Linked DNA regions of Sus scrofa: region 2 is linked to region 1. Evidence: chromatin contacts called from public HiChIP or PLAC-seq data. All regions are on one chromosome and are shown on one strand. Each heading gives the region's core, a stretch centred on a gene start, on an enhancer-like site or on the middle of the called end of the contact. The rest is flanking DNA. Distances are from core to core; before and after follow the strand shown.

Region 1 (4,034 bases), core at 913-3,412:
TCATTGGATTACACTTGATTAGACATTCTTTTTTTTGTTGTTGTTGTTCTTTTTTTTTTCTAGGGCTGCACCCGAGGTACATGGAGGATCCCAGGCTAGGGGTGTAATTGGAGCTGTACCTGCCAGCCTATGCCAGAGCCACAGCAATACAGGATCTGAGCCACGTCTGCGACCTACACCACAGTTCACGGCAATGCTGGATCTTTAATCCACTGAGAGAGGCCAGGGATCGAAACTGCAACCTCATGGTTCCTAGTTGGATTCGATAATCACTGAGCCATAATGGGAACTCCTGATTACATATTCTTTGATATTGCTTGCTCCAAACTCTTGTTCATTACTGTTGACACCTGATCTTGATTGTTGAGAGCATTTTGAAGACAGACCAAATGTCTTCCTTGACTTCCCACACTTCCTCACTAGTCTTAGGTGTAAGTACCCCAGGAGATTTGACATAGAAGAGACAATGGTAATTTTAGTATGTATCACTCTCAATGTAGAGCATGCAGAGGGGCCAGAGAGGAGCCACTAAATGTATTTATCTGCTATTCTTTTTCTCTATAGTACACTTTCCCTCTCTCCTTTTTTTTTTTTTTTTTTTTTTTTTCCCCTGTACCAACATCATGTGAAATTCCTGGGCCAAGGGCCACAGCAGCCACCTGAGCCACAGCAGTAAAGCAGTAACAACGTCAGATCCTTAACCCACTATGCCACAAAGGAACTCCTCCATAGTACATTTTGTCCTTGGGTTTCTTGGTGGCTCTTTGGTGTCAGATGAAGCAGAGGGCAGATGGAAGTAAAAGCTACATATGTGTCTCAGTTTACAAAGAGGCATTTGCCTTTTCTCCACTTCCTTCCCCTTACATTCCCAGTTGATGAGTTTTGTTACTATGTAGGTTTCAAATCAAGCTAATTGATTTAGTTCTCTGGAAAGTGAAGGTGGAGTGATCTTACAAAGTGAATTAGCAAGGAATACCAATCTGAAAAGTAGGAGGTGACTACTGCCTTAATTGTCTTACTGTGTAACAACAATTTTTTTTTAATATTTCCTGGAAATGTATCAATAATATGAGTAAAATGACTGTTAACAGAAAAGTGAGAAAAACATAAACTGAAATTATAGAATTAGAGAAAGAAAGAATGGAAGAGGAATATATTATTATGTTAGTGCAAAAACAAAGTTTCGATAGCATTTTAAAGTAAATATACTGAAAACACTGTTGTAAATGGCATCAATCTCACTTTTTACCTACTTGGCAACATAAAATAGACAATAATAAATGGAGTTCTGGCTTTTGAGATCAGTTTCTGACACAATATGAAATACTTCTTTTGGTAGATAAAGTCAAGGAGGTCACTGGATATTATTTCCTGGTATACTGTAAACATTTGTGAATGAACTAAGGGCATGCATAATTTTCATAAAATTAAAGCATGTTACTAAAGTACTCAGTATCTAAGAGATATGAATCTGGTACCGAAGGAGTCACTCTGTGCTTCATTAATTCCCTCACTGAATATCCAAGAGCTTGCTCTGTACCTAGAAACAGTCTGGGCACTGGAAGAACTGTGAAGCAGAAATGTGGTTCTGTGATTTTCATGCTCTTCAGATGATGAAAATAATTTTTTCTTTTCCATCTTCACGTTCACTGACACCTTGTAGAGGACAGTTAAACCCAACCGGCAATGAAAGCTGAGTAACATCTGTGGTTCATGTTTTTACTTATTCACAAGTCACTGTTTATCAAATTTATTCAACGACCCTCCCATACCTGACCAGACAAAAGCCCTCTTTGTCTGTCCTAGTGTCTGATCCACGCCAGGATTTTAAAAACAATACCCTGTTTTACTCCAGAGAGATTACAGGTTAGGTTTTAATGACAAAGGATGCACTTTGTGTGCATATTTGAACAGTACCACCTGTTGAAACTTGTAATGTTGTTGCTTGAGACTCTTCAGAATTGTAGATTTAAATTTTCCTCCCATCGCATGAGAGCTGATGTGAGCACTGCCAAAAAAATAATGACCAGATCCTCTGTCCCTGAACTTCAGACATTTCTGAACCCAGCTTCAGGAAGAAACAGCTCTCCACGCCAGCAGCTGAGGCACGTTGTGTCAACAAGATGGAATGTGCCTGATTTCACTTTGCAGTGCACACTGGAACCCAAACCACAGCAGGATGACTGTTTGACGTGTGCAGGAGTTACTTGGGAATAGTGGCAGCACCCTAGCAATGTGCCTAGATGGGAAACAGCTGTCAGATTTGAAGCCACTGTTTGACACAGCCATTCTAGACGTGCCCAGTGCCTCCTCTTGCTCAGTTCCCGTTGGTTAATGAGAACAAGGGATGAAATCCTTTTTTCTTCAAAAAATGATTACCTGGATAGAGATTTTCTGAGCAGGGTTCAAGAAAAAAGAACATCGATGATTAAAGCTTATACAGGAAAATCCAGTAGTTTGGCCCTGGGAAAGTGGCATTCACCATAAATCTACAGTGATCCTGGTGTGGGGATTGCCTTTGGAATTCTGACTGTTCTGGCAGAGGGAGAGACATAGGCTGAGGTTGTTCCTTTATTCAATCTGTCTGTCTTGCTCCCACCGGCTGGCTCAGAAAACATAGGTCTAACTAATTTCAAGGGACGTGGCTTGTACTCCTTCTGTTCATAATTGACCATTCCATGGGAAATAAGGAGGAGATAATGGAAACTAGTGGAGCCAACCAGAGTGATAAACACTGAAAAGGGTAAAAAGTCATTTGATTTATCTTAAATCAATGAGAAAATGAATAGAAAAAACAGATGTCATTAATTCTTCTTTCAGATCTCTCATGGTAATAGAGATAAGAAAGACGTGAAGCTCAAAACATTGTGTTATCTATCTATCTATCTATCTATCTATCTCTCTCTCTCTCTCTCTCTCTATCTATCTATCTATCTATCTATCTATCTATCTATCTATCTACCACTTTGAATTCTGTTCCATGATTCACTTTGTCAGATCCCAAAGACTTCTTTGCCTTTGAATTTAAACAAGAGCAAATTTCCATTCATTTTCCCATATTTTTGAGCATTTTAAATGATAGCTGAGTTATGAGTCATTGCCAAGCTCTTCAGCATCATTGTACCAAGAGCACATAACATGTTTTCTACCTGTCGCTGTAAATTATTGCCTGCGTGTAGAACTCCAGGAACGATTTGGCTTCCTGCCCACACAAATGACTTCTCATCGTTCAGGTTTCAATTTAATGCCAGAATGTACTGTAAGATGTATGTTCAATGCTACAAATGAGTTGCATGTGCATTTCCATTTCAGAAAACCTGGCCTGAATTTTAAAAGAAAGCATTTGGGATCTATTGTATTAGAAGTGCTTCTGAGCTAAGTGCATTCTACATGCATTGTAATACTGTCGTATCAAAAATAGTGCTAGACTTTGGGTGCTACACCAAATTTTTAAAACAAACAAAAAAGACAAATGATGTTTTCAGTTTTTGATCTTGTTTTTCCAGATAACTAAAAGATACATTGTATTTTCTTTCTTCAGTTATCTTTGCTTTTTTAAATTTTAGTTGGCTTTCTCTCATCTTCTGACCACCACCAGCCTACCAAGTGAAAGCAACTTGAAGAGAAAAATATCTTAAATTGAAAGTTAAGGATTTAGAAACATGTGTTGTATAGGCAGAATCAACTCCAGCACTAATCAGAAAGATACTTTTAGACTTCCTTACTTCTTGTTAGTGATTACACTGATAGATGAAGATATATAGGAAATAAATTAGAGTGCAATCCAAATTTAACAAATTAAAAATACTGTCAATTGAAATGTCTTTTTGTAAGGGCAGCAAGAAGCATTTAATCCGGCATGAGCATGCTGGCAAAAAGGTCAAAGGACTTAACAAAGATAATAAAGTAATAATAAAGATTGTCCACAAAAAGAGCTTCAAAACACAAGATAAATGGGAAAAAGGAGTGTTCTGAAATGATTGAAAACAAGGAATGTTTCATGTTGCTTTACATTAGCAAAAATATATACAGCA
Region 2 (4,034 bases), core at 483-2,982, 130 kb after region 1:
ATCTAGCTACAAGGATGATGCGTCTTTAACTTTTATACTAGTTAAGAAACATTCTTAAAGTAGAAGATATCTAATATTAAAAACATAAGAGCATCTATTTCATGTGCCCACCTCAGTGCAAGGGACATGGTGAGTATTAAAACCAATTAGTTCTCTTCCTTAACTGTTACCTGTTATCTCTTGTCATCATGAGACATACATACATGCAAAAGAGTGCACATAGTCAAAAAATGACATAGATACAGTTTAAAAAATAGTGATAGAAAGAAATCTGTGTTTCCTCCATCTAGCTTAAGATTTATACCTCACTTTTTCAATATGTTTGATTTTTGTAAAGAAAAATTCTGCTTTTTACAACAGAAAAGTGCTGGGAGTTCCTGCTGTGGCACAGCAGAAAAGAATCCGACTCATAACCATGAGGTTGCAGGTTCCATCCCTGGCCTCGCTCAGTGAATTAAGGATCCGGAGTTACCATAAGCTGTGGTGTAGGTGGCAGATGCAGCTCAGATCTGATGTTGCTGTGGCTGTGGCATAGGCCAGCAGCTGTAGCTCTGATTCGACCCATAAGGGGAACCTCCATATGACGTGGGCCATGGGTGCACCCCTTAAAAAATAAGTAAATAAATAAAAAATAAGAAAGAAAAGTTCTCAGCTGCTTGCTTTAAAAATGTTTGAAATTTTTTATTGTAATTTTACTTACTTTTTTATTTACTCCTTTGAGTAATCAGGCTCTAGATCAAATCCCTGCTACCACCATTAGCTGTGTAAACCAGATCCAGGGACTAGATCTCCTTGAGGCCAAGTTTCCCCTTCGTACAGTGATGACCCAAATCCTCACCTTTCCTGCAGAAGCATCAGTAGGAGCATGGATGGAGGACATAATTACTGTGGAAGATATGGTCCATGATATATAACTACTACTGCTATGGTTTTGCCTAAAATAGTTACAAAAGAGCAGATATGTAAGAGAAGTACCTGGAATAACACCATGCATCCATAGTGCATCTGTTCCCAAAAGCTGATGGGATCACTTCTGCAGAAATGATTGGACAGACCAGTTTTCTCTGCTTAATCTTTCTTTAGTCTTTTTTTTTTTTTTTAAGAAGTATACCAGCGACACATGGATGTTCCTAGGCTAGGGGTCAAATCAGAGCTGTAGACGCCAGCCTATGCCAAAGCCACAGCAACGCCAGATCTGAGCTGTGTCTACAGCCTACACTACAGCTCATGGCAACACCAGATCCTTAGCCCACTGAACAAGGCCAGGGACTGAACTCACATCCTCTTGGACCCTGGGACTAGTCAGGTTTGTTACCACTGTGCCACCATGAGGACTTCTCTTTACTCTTCTTGATTTACATATCCTTTCTTTCTCTTTACTATTAAAAACTGTGCTCATCAGTAATCTATTGATAACCTATTTTGCTCTTTTCCCCCTTTTAAAAATCCCGTAATTGAAGGAATTACCACAAAGTTTGAAAAACTGCTTGGAAGGAGAAGCTAAAATATACAAATGTATCTGTTGCAAGGTGCCAGCAGTAAATTTTCAAAATAGCTCCGAGCAATGGACAGAATTAACTTTCCTTTCCTTCTTCTGGCAGTATGTCTCTGTAGAGTTTGGCAGAGACACTTAACAGAACGGAACAAAACTTTATTCTCTCCTTGTCCTGGCCTGATGCTGTCAGCTCGAGCGTCTTTTGGAATGCCCCGATGCCCTCGGAACGGGCCCTGTGAGCTCACAGGAGGCAGGAACAATGGCCTGCAGACTGCTGAAGTGGGCAGAGCTGCAACCTGGAGCCACACCAGCCCTGCTGGGAAGGAAGCCTATCCGTTTATCAAATTGACAGCAAAGGGAGCAGCTGAAGCACCCTTTGCCAAGGACAGGCATAATGCAGAAAAATACGTCACTGCTGCTAGTGAAGGAATATATTTCTGGTTCAATTGTTGGACCATATCTCTAGTCATCTAAGGTAATGGCCGGTAAAGAATGACCAAGAGTCACATCCTTCAAACAAAGCTGAAAATAGGTTTATCTAAAGTGAGTTATCGGCTTGGAGTCAGACTTGCTGGCTTCATACAAAGAATAGAATGCTGACTAGCATCTAGCATCTTACTTCCATTCCAGAATCTATTAAAAGCCATACCCTAAAAAATACCCACTGTACTGTGGCCTTTTCCTGATCATGAGTCAAGCTTACCCAGTGTCAGTTTAGAACCTCCCTTTTCCTATATGGTAAACAACACTGGCAAGAAGTTCTTACTGTTTAGATAGATTTCAACTCAGTGAATTCTGCAAGATGCCACTGAAGAGGCTATCAGAAGCGTAGTTTACAGCATAATTTTAAGCAGGATGAAAAGAATTTGCACTATTTTGAGCTCCTATAACCAGCATGGGGAAGCCAATATTACTACTAAAATATTGAAGCAGAGGAATGTGTTGTCACTCATCTCCACATTTATGCTTTCCTCAAATCAAATATTTCTGATTTATAGCATCATCACTATTTTGCAATATTATAATGTTACCTGTATTTATGTGATTATTTGATCAACGTTTTCCCCACCGCCAAACTATAAACCCCACGAAGCCAGATCATGCCTCTTTTTGCTCACCTATTACAGTCCCTGGTATGTAGAACATAATCAAAACGTATTTTTTGAATGAGTATTATTTAATAGAATCAATTTTAATGATTTTTATATGATACCCATGATGTGTTAATGATGAAATAACACATGAAGGAACCAGCAATGTAGGCTCAAGTCTTGAGGAGTTAACAGTCTAAGATTGTTCTAGGTAACAGTGTTCTAGGTGGCTAGGCACCCCTACACCCACCCCAGCATTCCAGCTCCATTTCTTTCCCATTGATCACCTTCTAGCATATTGTACAACTCACTTTTTTGGTTGTTTCACTCTCTGCAGTCACTAGAATGTCAAGCACAAGAGCAGTAGTTTTTCTTCTGTTTTGTTCATGAATGTGGTCCCTGTCCCCAATAATTATGCCAACTGGTCATTTCTTCCTCTGGAATACTTGTATCTTTGTGATCTGGCCATCTTTTCTCTCCTAACTTATCCCCTACCTCACTCTTGCCATTCTGGCCATGTGGAACGCTTCACTGTTCCTCAAGCAAACCAAGCAGCTCCAGCCTTGAGGTCTGGCAGCCCTTCCCAGTAGGATGTTTTTCCACCAGTCACCCCCAGGCTCACTCCCTTAGATCTTTGCTTGAAAGTCACCCTGACAGTAGGGTCTTCCTTTATTTTCATATTTCAGTCTGAACTTCCTCCTTGCGAGCCACACACATCTTTTTGGAACTTGCCAACTTCCTGCTCTGCTTTTTTTCCATAACACTCATCATAGCCTTATAGACAATATTATTTGTTGTCTGTTGGTCTCCCTCCCTCCCCACCCACACACACCCTAAAATTCTAAGCTCCATGCAGGCAGACATCATTTCCCTTACTCGCTGCCATTTCCCCAAGAGCTGGAAAACTGTTACACTTGGCTCTCAATAAATATTTGTTGAATAGAAGAATTATTGTAAAGGCAATTTTTATACATGCAACACCAGATTTTAGAATGTTCCACTTTTGTTCAGAGAGCATACGCATGGCTATAATAAGATGTTTGAATTTCAAATAAGAAGTTGAATATGAAATAAAAAATATAATAAGAAGCAGGTGGCTTGGAAAGGTCAAGTAATACAAGGCATACATCTTGCCTTTTGATGAATACACTGCTAGAGTTTAGGCCGTTGATAAATTTTGGCTTGAAAAATCTTTAAGCAGTTGTTTGCTATCATATGCAATTTTTGAAGGCAGCAATCAAAACACACATACACACACACACACACACACACACACCAGCCTTCATGTACAGCTGCGCCTGGTGCCCAGGGAAAATGAGAGGAAATGACTTTTAAATGGCTAAGGAAAATATTCACGATTTATTAGATCAGTGATACAGCAGCACAGGCACCCATTTAACAAAGCAAATAGAACCAACCTTAACCAGGTAGATGTCAACATGGAGACT

The links. HiChIP or PLAC-seq counts read pairs in DNA pulled down with a chosen protein or histone mark.
Region 2: an H3K27ac HiChIP or PLAC-seq map of skeletal muscle shows a contact between it and region 1. The contact joins two enhancer-like sites. A contact is called at or near these places in 2 of 47 Hi-C or Micro-C datasets (embryonic fibroblasts and retroperitoneal adipose tissue) and 1 of 2 datasets of contacts at active chromatin or transcription factors (skeletal muscle).

What each region holds. Positions count from the first base shown.
Region 1 is chr15:67,637,864-67,641,897 of Sscrofa11.1, forward strand. No RefSeq gene overlaps it. Among named protein-coding and RNA genes, the nearest start is that of RBMS1, 230 kb to the left of the region's middle. Within about 2 kb of position 2,163, at least 14 of the 83 cell types and tissues checked have an H3K27ac peak or open chromatin away from gene starts, as enhancers often do. A contact at or near this core is called in skeletal muscle, where this site is marked.
Region 2 is chr15:67,771,004-67,775,037 of Sscrofa11.1, forward strand. No RefSeq gene overlaps it. Among named protein-coding and RNA genes, the nearest start is that of TANK, 200 kb to the right of the region's middle. Within about 2 kb of position 1,733, at least 4 of the 83 cell types and tissues checked have an H3K27ac peak or open chromatin away from gene starts, as enhancers often do. A contact at or near this core is called in skeletal muscle, where this site is marked.